Regions from separate parts of the Mus musculus genome. Here region 2 is linked to region 1. A link is a contact called in public Hi-C data. All regions are on one chromosome and are shown on one strand. Each heading gives the region's core, a stretch centred on a gene start, on an enhancer-like site or on the middle of the called end of the contact. The rest is flanking DNA. Distances are from core to core; before and after follow the strand shown.

What was found. A called contact is a pair of places that touch in the nucleus more often than the background predicts.
Region 2: a contact with region 1 is called in a Hi-C map of embryonic fibroblasts, with 6 times the contacts expected there. The contact joins two enhancer-like sites. A contact is called at or near these places in 5 of 484 Hi-C or Micro-C datasets (the 3T3-L1 cell line, the N1E-115 cell line, embryonic fibroblasts and 2 more) and 1 of 115 datasets of contacts at active chromatin or transcription factors (pancreatic cancer cells).

Annotation. Positions count from the first base shown.
Region 1 is chr10:69,961,264-69,967,608 of GRCm38.p6, reverse strand. The region is part of intron 29 of Ank3 (ankyrin 3, epithelial); the gene reads right to left. Among named protein-coding and RNA genes, the nearest start is that of Gm33361, 43 kb to the right of the region's middle. Within about 2 kb of position 2,523, at least 41 of the 459 cell types and tissues checked have an H3K27ac peak or open chromatin away from gene starts, as enhancers often do. A contact at or near this core is called in embryonic fibroblasts and pancreatic cancer cells, where this site is marked.
Region 2 is chr10:69,741,377-69,747,721 of GRCm38.p6, reverse strand. The region is part of intron 1 of Ank3 (ankyrin 3, epithelial); the gene reads right to left. Among named protein-coding and RNA genes, the nearest start is that of Gm33416, 120 kb to the left of the region's middle. Within about 2 kb of position 3,306, at least 57 of the 459 cell types and tissues checked have an H3K27ac peak or open chromatin away from gene starts, as enhancers often do. A contact at or near this core is called in embryonic fibroblasts and pancreatic cancer cells, where this site is marked.

The sequences.
Region 1 (6,345 bases), core at 1,274-3,773:
CAAATTTATTTTAAAAAATAAAACATAAAAAACAGAACGCTTAAAGAGTGAGTATTTATAGTCTACTATATGTTACAATAGTAAACATACATACAATATATTATATACATAATATAACTATGATAAATAAAACTACATTTTGCTGGGATTGTTCTTAAGAGGGACAATAAAATGAAGTAGCCAAATGTCTGGAAACACATTCGGCTAACTGTTCGGTGAGTTATTAGGTATGAAGTTGGGAGGGATGGGGAGGGGAGGACAAATCTAGGAGGAAATGGAGGGAGAAACTGTATGAGAGTCTGGAAGACTTAATTAAAATATTTTATTAAAAGAAAAGAGGGTACTAAAAAACCAGCTGTGGGAGAAACCTAAGGGTGGGAATAAAACGAACTCTCATGTTCAACTTCCACAACACCATGGCTTATGGCCACATGGACTGACTGGGTTAGCTCCTCTCGATGCTTTTGACTCTGAAGTTGGTGTGCCCTAAACGTTTGGTTTTCTCTTCACAAAAGATAAACTAACCACTGTGAAATCACATTAAGCTAAGCAATGTCTGGCACTGAAGGGCTGGCATTCAGCAGTTGCTTAAGCAGTAACCAGGAAACTGGGAGTTGATCAACAACAGGAGAAGGGTAAACATGTAACCAATTTCCCATCTAGAGAGAAGCCTTTAGATAGCACTTTAAATTCAGGTACAGGGAAGTTGTAGCTGATGTGTGCTCCTTGAAGAAGTTTTATAAAGAGTTCCGTGTGAGGGCCAGTGAGATGGCTTAGTGGGTGGGTACAAGCTCAATGTCCCAAGTTAAGTCCATGGAACCCATCGGGTAAGGACAGAACCCACTTCTCAAAGTTGTCTTCTGACCTCGACAGACATACCTGCATTCACACACACACACACACACACACACAAAATAAATAAATAAATAAAAATAAAAAGACTTTTTAAAATTAAGAGGCCTTAGAGTTTCCAGCTGCTAATCTATGGGGAGCTCTGTTATATCCATGTGTCTATAATTCAAATTATTATTTGAAGAATGGCCTAAGGGATTTAAGAACTCAGGAGAACATAGAGCCCTTCTCAAAGTTGTCTACTGCAGATATGAAGAGTCCAACAGATGAGTCAGATGACCAGAGAATGACTAATAAGTCTGACAATCCCAACATCTTTTGGGGGAGGGGAGAATGGATTTATATGCATTGAGATATACATTTTAAATGGTCCTTTTTTTTTTTTTTTTTTTTTTTTTAGAAAAGAGAAGTAGAGGGGCTGGAGAGATGGCTCAGTGGTTAAGAGCAGTGACTGCTCTTCCAGAGGACCTGAGTGCAATTCCCAGCAACCACATGGTAGCTCACAACCATCTGTAATGGGATCGTATGCCCTGTTCTGGTGTGTGCCTGAGGACATAGCACTCATAGAAGTAGGAATATAGAACAAGAATCGTTGCTTAGAGATCCGCTGTTGCACAGAGAAGATGTCCAGAAGATAATCCATACCATAAATGTGCTGTGTGGATCACACTCACAGTCATGGAATCCCCAGTACAGTCGATTCCAACCATCCTAACGCTGCGGGCCCTTTAATACAGTCCCACATGTTGAACTGACCCCTCAACCATAAAATGATTTTTGTTACTTTATAAATATAAATATAAATACATATATATATATATATATATATATATACACATACACACATATATGCATGTAAATTTATTTTGTTGCTTTGTAATTTTGCGACTGTTACGAATTGTAATGTAAATATCTTTGAAGAAAAAGGTTTGCCAAAGGGGTCGCGACTCACAGGTTGAGAACTACCGCCCTGGTATTTGCACAGTTTAAGACACAAGCACTGTCTGTGAACAGCTTATACTCTCAGTTCCACACTGGATACTCTGACTTCACTGTCCTATACTGGGCGGGGCCTGAAAGTCTGCTTCTCTTACTTAGACTGTGTCTGTCTGGTGCCTTTGCTCTCAAGAGCTGCTTGGGACCTGGTTGGTGTGAGTGTGACGTCTAAGGAGAGAAACACAGAGGCCTCAATGTCCCATGAATGATGAGCTCCATGCTCAGGTTTAATTTCTGCTCAGCCTACGTAACCATTTCTGAAAACACAGTTTTCAGGAAAATTACTCTGTCATGCCTCTCTTCAGACCTTTAAATGGTTAGCCCTACATTTATGGAGAAAAACAATCAGTACAATCCTATCTCGAGACGGGCTCATGGAAAGTGTCTTCAAGTTACACCACCCTCACGAGGTGCCTGGCAGAAGCATGACACCCAGGGGCTGCAGCTCAGACCTGCTGTGCTGGGCACACTGGTGCACCACACCCAAACGTAGCTAATGCTGATTCCCAAGCCTGGGCTAACGCACTGTCTGACCCCAGGAACAACATAGCTGAGGTCGTTCCTTGGGGTCCCAAATTTATGGTCATAATGTCAAGTTGCTGGCAAATCTATGCACACAGATCATATGGAGGTGGGAAGTATCAGTGCTGGTTTACTTTGGCCCAATTTCCATTTCCCAAGTATCAGATTTCAGAGCCTATTTGGGGAATATTTTCCTTTCCTTTTGCTATGCCTCAGTCTTCATTCGGTTGATTTAAAATGCCAGTTTACTGAAACAGATTGAAAATAGGTAACTATTTTGTTGTAATTCGTTTGGGGGATTTTAGAAGTAAATTGTTATGTATTCTTTCGGCACTTTAAATGCAATCTTGAGAAACGTTTTCTATTTGGAAAAAAATTGCAGAACCATCACTACCAGATGACTCCAGAAGATGGCGCTGTAGGCCACATGTCTACAATGTAAGGCTCCATTTTTCACTGCTCAACTATGACGGGGCACTTTTAAAATTACCATTTATCTTAAGCTTGATAAAGGTAAGTATTGAAAAGAAGTGCCAGTTTGGAACTTAGAAATTTAATTCTAATATTCTGTTGACAGAAATATATTTAGAAGCAGGTAGTCATTTTCTATTTAGTGTTACATTTGTAACCACATTTTAATTTGTATCAGACTCAATACAACTACTTGCAACAACTGGCTACTTGAGGGGATCCTCGTTGAGCCATTGCTAAACTGCTTTGATTTGTAAGTTAGGGACCCGGGAGGAGGAAGGGGACTTGGAACCTGTGGTCCCAGATCTGACAAAACTACAAATAGCTATTAGGAATGGACTTTGGAGGCACTGAGTTTATTAAGGTTTTCGTTACACAGTGTGGGATGCTTGCTGGTGGGATACGTGCCTGTTAATGTTGTTTGCACATCTGCAGCACCTTTTCTTGTGCAAAGACCTAGATACGATAGATCTCTGTCTGCTGCCAGAGATAAAAACTGAGCTGCCACCTGAAACTTGAGTTGGTAAGGACAGGTTCTGAACACCCAGACAGGTCTAGCAGTTTACCTCATCACAGAGGAGCTCATACGCCTGCTTAATTGGCACAACCGCCGATACTCTGGCTCGATTAACAATAAACAATAGGAATAGGGACAGGGGAAAGCAACTTGGTGCAAGCAGAGCCACCTGAGTTGTGCTCCCCAATGCCCACTTAGGAAGCCTGGCATAGCCTGGCATTGCCTATGCGATCTCAGTACAAGGTGTCAGGAGGTGAGGTGTGAGAGAGAGAGAGAGAGAGAGAGAGAGAGAGAGAGAGAGAGAGAGAGAGAGAGAGAGAGGGAGGCAGGAGGAGAGCTGGGGCTTGCTGGTCAGGCAGCCTAGGCAAAAATGAAGAGTTCTGGCTTCAGTGAGACCCTGTGTCAAGGCAATAAGGTGTAGCATGATAGAGCAGGACACCTAATGGCTAAGGTGTAGCACGGTAGAGCAGGACACCTAATGGCTAAGGTGTAGCATGATAGAGCAGGACACCTAATGGCTAAGGTGTAGCACGGTAGAGCAGGACACCTAATGGCTTTGTCTGAGATGCACACACACATGGTCACACACAAGGACACATGGACACACACAAAGATACACTGAAATACACAGACAGACAGACACACACACACAAAGACACATGGACACACATGCACACAAACACAGAAATAAGGGTTTACTTTGGCTTACAGTTTAAGGGCAGAGTTTACCATGACAGGAAATTCATAGTAACAAGGGTTTAAAGCAGCTACATGCAACCAGGAAGTAGAGAACAGTGAATATTTATGCTCTGCTAGCTTTCTCCTTTGAAATAACCTAAGATGAAAACCCAGGGAATAGCGCTCCTCACTTTGAGGGCACCTCAGTTAACCTAATAGGGGGAGGTTCTCTCACAGGCAAGCCCAAAGTAATACCTCCCAGGTGTGCCTGGGTGCTTGCTTCTGGGTGACTCTCGATCCTGTCAGGACCACAATGAACAGAAGCAGCCACCACAGCGAGCTCGCTTCATTTGAGAGCACACAAAGGAAAATAAATGCCTACAGCGCAAGAAGGCAAGTGGGTGCGGCGGAGCCCAGGGTGTGCAGAGGGACATCTGTTTGCTGTTTCTTGACTGGGTAGTGAGTGGAAAGTTCTTGGCTTGTGTGTGCATTTGGAAAACGGTGCTCCCTTGAAAAGATAGAGCTCATTCAGGTAGAGAGCTTGACCTGCAAATGATAGCCATGAACAAATTGGGGGTGGGGGGTGAGGAATGCCCCCGTTGTCTTTAGGCCGGTATCAGACTCCAGGACTCTATGCACAGCTTAGGCAGCACCTGCGACTGAACATGGAGGAAGTGAGCGGTGCTCTGCAGCAGGCGTTTCTGTAAGGACTCTACATCCCCTGGCTCATCCCCTGCCCATTAGCTACCTGCAAGGCAGCCTCACAAGGTGCGGTTAGATGAATATTAAAGAGACTGCTTACAGCCACACAGGACAGTCACTGGCTGGGCACAGACCATGATGCCAACGTCAATATCACACTGTGTAAACTATCCCCCTCCTGGGACCTGTGGTTCCTTGAAGTTATTCTAGCAGTTAATGTTGTGGGCATGTGTTGAAACAATAAAGGGCATCCGACCTTTATCACTGCTTTGTTTTGTTTTGTTGGCATGTGTTGTGTGTGTGAGTATGTACTTGCCTGTGTGCGCATGTAGAGACCTGAAGTTGAGGTCAGGCATCTTGCCTAGCCACTCACCTTTCTTGAAGCAAGGTGTCTTGCTAAACCCGGAGTTAGCCAATTCTGGCTAGTCTAACTGGCCAGTCTGCCTCTGGGACTCCCTATCTTTGCCTCTTACGTGCTCTGATCGCAGGCAGCTGGCAGGCCCGGGCAGGTTACTAGCCATGCTTGCATGGCAAATGCAATATCCACTGGGCATCACTCCCTGACCCGCACAACTATCTTGCTTAGTAAAAACAGGAGACTGAAATATTAACTAAGGTGGCACTAAATACACTGAGTATTAATATTTTTCAGCATGTATGTGGAGGAAGGCCAATTTATCTGACTATAGACTCTACAATAATACATGAAAAATGCACTTATGGAGAAGGGAGCACTAAAAAGAGACATTTAAGCCAGGTGGGGGTGGTGCATGCCTTTGATCCCAGAACTTGGGAGGAGGCAGGAGTTTGAGGCCAAGCCTGGTCTACACAGTGGGTTCCAGGACAGCCAGGGCTCCATAGAGAAACCTTGCCAAGAACAAAACAAAACAAAACAAAACAACACACACACACACATACACATGCATATACACTGAGGAGACATTTATAATAAGCACGTGTTAGGGGTCATACATTATTTATATATTAACTGTTACTGAGCAGAGAAACGATCTGGTTGAGTACTGTAACAATTGACTGGCTTAATTCTTTGAGGACATCTTGAGTTGTCGGTCTGTTTCATGGGTTGCTTTTTTCTCATTAACAACTATCCAACAAAGAGGAGGATGGAGAGGAGGAGGGGAAGGAGGAGGGAGAGGAGGAGAAGGAAGAGGAGGAGGGGGAGGAGAGGGAGAAGGAGGGGGAACACAGACTGTAGCTATGCTTGAGTGTGTGACCATGAAGACATTTTTTTCTTCCACCAGAGGAATCACGTGACTGATGCTGGGCTCTTGGCATCCAAGTATGCCCCACTGCCTCCTCGGGAAAATTTTTTAAAAAAGATTTATTTATTTATTTTTAATGTATGTGAGTACACTGTTGCTGTTTTCAGACACACCAGAAGAGGGCATCAGATCCCATTACAGATGGTTGTGAGCCACACCATGAGGTTTCTGGGAATTGAACTCAGGATCTCTGGAAGAACAGTCAGCGCTCCTAACCACTGAGCCATCTCTCCAGCCCCGTGCCTCTTTGTGATTCGATGGTTTGGTGAGCTCTTTTTGGACATGGGCTTCCTGCCAGCCCTGCTCAGTGCATTTCTCCATGGG
Region 2 (6,345 bases), core at 2,057-4,556, 220 kb after region 1:
CTGGGTGGTGCCTGTGCATTTGGCTGTGCGGGGTGGAGACAAGGGGACTGTTGGGGCTTGCTGGCCAGCCAGCCTAGGCAAGAGACCTGTAAATCTCAGGTTCACTGAAAAACTAGGCTTCAAAGGAATAAGGCATAAGGTGGTTATAAAGCAGGAACACACACACACACAGATACATATAGACACATACACAGAGGTACACAACACAGACACATACAGAGACACGCAAACAGATATACACACAGAGGTACTCAACACATATACATACAGAGACATACAGACATACACACACAGACCCACATGCACACACACAGATACACACATGCACACAGACACACATACATACACCACATACCCACAGGCACACATACACACACACACAGACACACAGACCACACGCACAGGCACACTCACACATACCAATACACAAATACAGACATACATACATGTACACAAACATATATACACACATATACAGATACACGTACACACATAAAGATACACACAGAAACACACAAGCAGACACATACACACAGACATACACACACACATAGATACATACCGAGACACACAAGCATACACACACAGACCCACACTCCCATCCAGGCACTGTGTACCTCACCTCTGCAGATTCCCATCTCTCTCCTACTCCAGCATGAACTTGAACTTGTGGCAGCCACACTCTGTGATCACTGAGCAAATGGAAATTAGGTGACTCATGAGAGAAGCAGATGAGAGGACGAACACCACCCCTCACAGCTGAGCAGCACAGCTGTTCCCAGAAGGCAAGGAGAGCAAAGCATGATGGGTACAGACTGGTCGTGGTTCCACAGGGCTTTTCACTGCTACTTGAACTTCAACCTTTCCTGTAAGCCATACTCTCATGAACTCAACCCGAAGAACTGGGAGAGCAGATTGCATTCTGCAAGATGTCTATCCGACCAGACAGCCTGATTCCATCGACTTCAGGAGGGGTACAAAGACCTCCAGTGTTGTTACTCTGGCAGGCAACTCACAAAAGAAATATCCACAACCGTAACGAGCAAAGGTTGATCAGGAAGGGCTGTTTGATGTCTCAAACACAACAACTCGGGGAAACGCATTTGTGGAGGACTGTGTCTAGAATCATCTTTTTTTCAAACACACACACACACACACACACACACACACTCCTTCCCATTACATAAAATCCCAATCCTTAACGCTTGGCTCACAGTCAGTGCCTCTCATAAAGACCGATTCAAAAATAACTCGGCTCTCTGAATGCGGATGACTGTTAAAAGCCACCTTAATTCTGACTGAATACAAAGAAACAGAGGCACAGATATAAAAATACCCATGGTTTGAGTTGGAGTGAGGCTGAGGGAGACATTAAATGCATACCATGACTGTTTGTCCTTCCAGTTGCACCAGAATTATAGGAGAAAGTTTTCAACAGCAAGGATCTCTAGCCAAGTCTCATGGAAGGTGGAGAATTAGAGGGGAAACAGTAAGAAAATGACAGGCAAGAAAGAGGGAGAGGGGAAAAGGCGTGGTCTAGTCACCAAGCATCTTCCTAGGAAGGACCGGAAGGCAGCCACTGTGCTGAGGCTACACAGCTGACAGCTAAAGGATTTACTATTCATGTATATCAACTGTGAGGCTAGATGTGGGGCTTACTATATACCAAGTATTACGGTAAAGAAAGTCAAAGTTACATTATGGTTTGTCACTTATGATTAGGGATGGGCAAGGCAAGAAGGTGATCATGTATGTATGTATGTATCTAAATACATTTATATATTTATCTATATATATATTTCTATGTATCAAAATATAAATATATATATTTATATATGTATCTAAATATATACATATATAAGTACCTAAATATCTATCTATCTATCTATCTATCTATCTATCTATCTATCTATCTATCTAAATATCTATATATGCATCTAAATATATATATATATATATTGGGAGCTTGAGCAAACATTTGAGTGTAGGCTGCTAACTCTGAGTCTTAGAGCATGGCTGGATGCATGCTTCTGAGAAGGGCCTGGTATTTTATTTTATTTTATTTTATTTTATTTTATTTTATTTTATTTTATATTTTTAGTGCAGTGTCCCAGTCAGTTGTCACCTTGACATAAGCTAGAGTCATCTAGAAAGATGGAACCTCAATTGAGAGATTTCCTGTGGGGAAATTTGTGGAGCACTTTCTTGATTAAGGACATCACTCCTGGGCAGATAGTCCAGGGTGGTATAAGTAAGCAAACTGCATGAGCCCTGGAGAACAAACCAGGAAGCAGTGTTCCCCTATAGTTTCCGCTGCCGTGTCTGCTCCTAGGTTCCTGCCCTGTTAGAGTTCCTGCCTTGGCTTCCCTCAATGATGGACTGCAAACCTTTTCACCAAATGTTGCTTTTGGTCGTGGTCTTTATTATAGTGACAGAAAGCAAGCTAGGGCAAGCAGGGAGGGGACATAGGAGACTAGGAACACAGGAGGAATCGCAACAACATCGCCAAAAAAGAGTCATGACTTCAAAGGCCTGTGCTTTGAAGCCTCCAGACAAGGCCAAGCTGCTCACTCTTGCCCAGCACTAGCAACATGGGAGATATGTGATGCTACAATTCAGGAAGATGTTCTGACTGCACGTCAGTCTTATTGTGATCAAAGATACAGGAAGACAGGCAAACGGGAAGGGAGACTTCAGTGTGAGGAGTGCAGATGAGGCACAAGCACTGTCTCCCGCAGGACCACAGCAGACAGGAGGCATGGAGTTCTGCAGTGTCAGCACAGGGACAAAGATATGATGGTGTGTCCCTACCATTGCCCATTTGGGTTCCCTGTATCCTTCCATGCTTTATTGGGGCTACTGACCTGGCAGGCTCCAGGAGGAATAATGTAGCTCCAATTACTTAAGCTGCTCTCCAAGTTTCAGAGCGAAAAATCCCCCCAATTCACTTGGGTAAAGCTGGACAATGCCACACAGAGGCCACAGAGCTTGGCCTCGACTGTTTTCCTATGAGTGACTGGAGTTTATATAATGGCCAGGGCAGGGCCCGCATCTCCTGGTTCAGGGGAAAACCAGGAGCATAAACGTTTCCCTCTAAGAGTTCCATGGAAGGATTCAGACTGAGAAGGTTCCGTCCTGGGGCAATTGTCAGAAAAAGAAAGGAGGAGAGAGCAGAGTCCTTGGCTCTTCTGCCTCCCCCATTCCCCTCCCCCGAATCTGCCAATAACCAGTAAATAACTCCCCAGATGCACGCTGATGGCAGCCACTCAGAATGTACATCTGCTGTGTTCACGGGACTCATTTTGTCATAGGATTGCCAAATGCAGAATTATTCACCCCAGTGAATTATTCACAGTCATACAGCACTCCATCCAGGGGCAGAAGCGTGTGGGAAGGTCCCTCTGGGAGGTGAGAAAATAAAATGACACATGTTTGCATTATTTGCATCCCGGTCAAAGTGCTCAGCTCAGCTCAGCTGAACAGCAGTGTCTCGGGAAGAAACTGTAGGCTCGGATAAAGAAATGAGCACCAACCACGGAAGTTCTGGTGAATGAGACCCAGGGACCTTAAGAGAGCACTGAGCAGCCACAGGGGGCGGAGGATGAACTGTCAGCAGCCTCAAGGTCTCATGGGATTGTCCTAGAAGTGTATGTGTGTCGGGGAGGGGGCTGTGGAAAGGTATGTTTCCAGAGTTTCAAAATTGGTTTCTGATAGGGTTACAAAACTAAGAGCTCAACTGACAACACATGAAAGTTCTTCCAAAATGCGTTTAAGATTAAAAGTGTGTCCCATGTCAAGGTAAAATGTGGGTACATTATGGTCATTTATTTCTTCTCCTGCTCATTTGAACTGTGAATTACAATTAGTCACAAATTTTAAAGGAAGTCTGAAAAGGACAATTCCCATAATAAAGTCTTACTGAAAGCTTTGCTTTTGGAAGCCAGAAAGGAGCAGGGAGGGAGGAATGGGCGGAAAGAGGAACAGTTAAAAGCGAAAGACAGAGAGGATGTCTAGACTGGCTAGGGACATCACCAACTCTTAGGTCAAGTTCCCAGCACACACAGATGAGGTGACTATTGCCACCCTCGGAGGAGAGTGCATTTCCCCCTCCCCCATCACAATTCCAAATGAAGAGCACCCGGGACCTATTAACAAGTAGGAGATATAAGTGAGCAAACAAACCATTTTCTTTTCTGAGTCTAGCAAGCTTTCTAAGACTCTAGGACGGCCATGACTGCTCTTCTGTACATGTATGGTGAGTTAAATGATGCTTTGGTTGGACTAATCCTACTGGACTCTCAGTAGACAGAGAAGGAAAGACAGGGAAAGAGGAAAAGAGGAAGAGCAGATGAACAAAGGAGCCTGAAATGGTAACTTTGTGTTTTCAAATAGTAGATCTGTGTTCCTGTATCTCTCAGAGCATTTGCTTTCAGAAGCTCTGAGTATACCACTATCTTCCTTTGGCTTCTCATATTGCTTTGTATCCATAGGACCTTGTGACAGAGTCTCATCCTTTCATCACATGTTTTGTATAAGTCTGGGTTGTCTGAGAGTGAACCTCTGTGGGACTAAGATCTGTGGCCCATTGCACCAGCCTGGCAGACTGAGGACAGAGCCATATCTCTCCCAAGAAGGAAAAAGCAAGGAGCAGTTGGTAACCATTGAACACCAAGGCCAGGAGGTCAGAAATTCAGAAGGAAATTCAACCTCAGGAACACTGTCTCAGTCTGCAGGCCCTTCTCATCAAGTACAGAGTACCCTCCATACGCACAGACCCTTAGGGTCTCCTGTAGGTAGGTGTGAGCCATAGGGCCAGGAGAGCCATATGAATAATAACCATCCTGAATTCTGTCAGTGACCAGCACGGAAGAGCTGTGCTTGGCTTCTGTGTCTCCATGACGTCATGGAGACAGTGTTGTCTCCACAGAGCACTGCCACAATGTATCAAGGTCTTAAACAGCTCATTCCTCCCCCACCCCCTCCCCGGCCTGGTCCACCTCCTATGATACAGTCAGCTAGATGAGTCCCCAGCATGCTTTGTGAATTGCTGACTGTTCCATGAGTATGAAAAGACAGGGTTGAGGTTGATGCTCTTCTCTTTCCTCAACCCCTGCTGGCTAAGACAGATGCTATACTTGTTGCAAGAAATGAGAGAGAAGATTTGAAGACCCTGTATGTAGGGCTGAGGACTTCAGGCCCTGCAGATTATCTCACTGGAGTTATGGCTTTCGAGAAAAGGCACACGCGCTTGCTCTTCTAGGTAGGGAATTTTCATCGCCACAGAACCTCATCTGTCTTATCTTCAGACACAAACGCACATGGGATTGGATCGATTTGATAAGATTTGGTAAATTCTTAATAGGAAATAATAAGTGGAATCAATATTATTTTCACACTGCTTTCCAAATCTGGCAGAACTAACAACTGCAGTCAGGCAAATCTTCACACCATTTTGCTTGCAAATCCCCCAAATAAAGAACTTTAAAGATGCCTTAAAAATAGCCCTTGCCCTAGTTTTCTTAGCTCTTGCTTAGACACTGTTTAAGGAAAAGGACTAGAATGTAAGCTGGGTGTCTAATGTTAATTTTTCCCCTCTTGTCCTAGTCACAAAAAAAAAAAAAAAAAGAGATCCCTTAGCATCTCCTCAAAATTGTGGTGGTATAAAAAGTGTAGTGGCCATGTATAATCTGAGCTTATGGATCTTCCATTAAAAACATTCTTCCTTTTGATTTATACCTAAGGCACAGATGGCTTTCTGTTTTCCCAAAAGAGAATTCTACCTTCAACATTTCTATTAAGGAAACAGCCCCGAATCTGAAATTCTTCACGACTGATTCTACAACAATGGCCCTTTTTACTTTTACTTTTGGCTTCATGTAAACACAGATTACAAATTCTCTTTATAGAATATGCCTTGGTGATTTAAAAATTATATATGGACAAACGACTAGTGCTTCTTCTTCAGGAAGACATTGAATGGTACAGCAGGAGGCCTGGAGGACCAAGAAGAGTCGGGGCCTGGACTACAAAGGCAAGAAGCTCAGTAAAAGAAAACCCTTGAGAAGAAGTCAACATTACTGGGCACTATTCGCAGCTAAGTAGTAACGGACCTGCCTGGCATGGGAGGCTTCACTTCTAATGCCACCACTACAGACAGACATGTACTTTTATCTGTAGGGGAAGCTATGTACCCAGGAGCACAGGTGCCCATAGAGGCCAGAAGAGGGCAAGAGGTCTCTGGATCCTGATTGGTGAGCAGCCAAGTGGCTAGCCCTGGTCTGGTTTTCAAGAAACACAGATGGGAAAAATGGAGCCTGGGATAGCACGAGGACCTTCTTCCCTCAG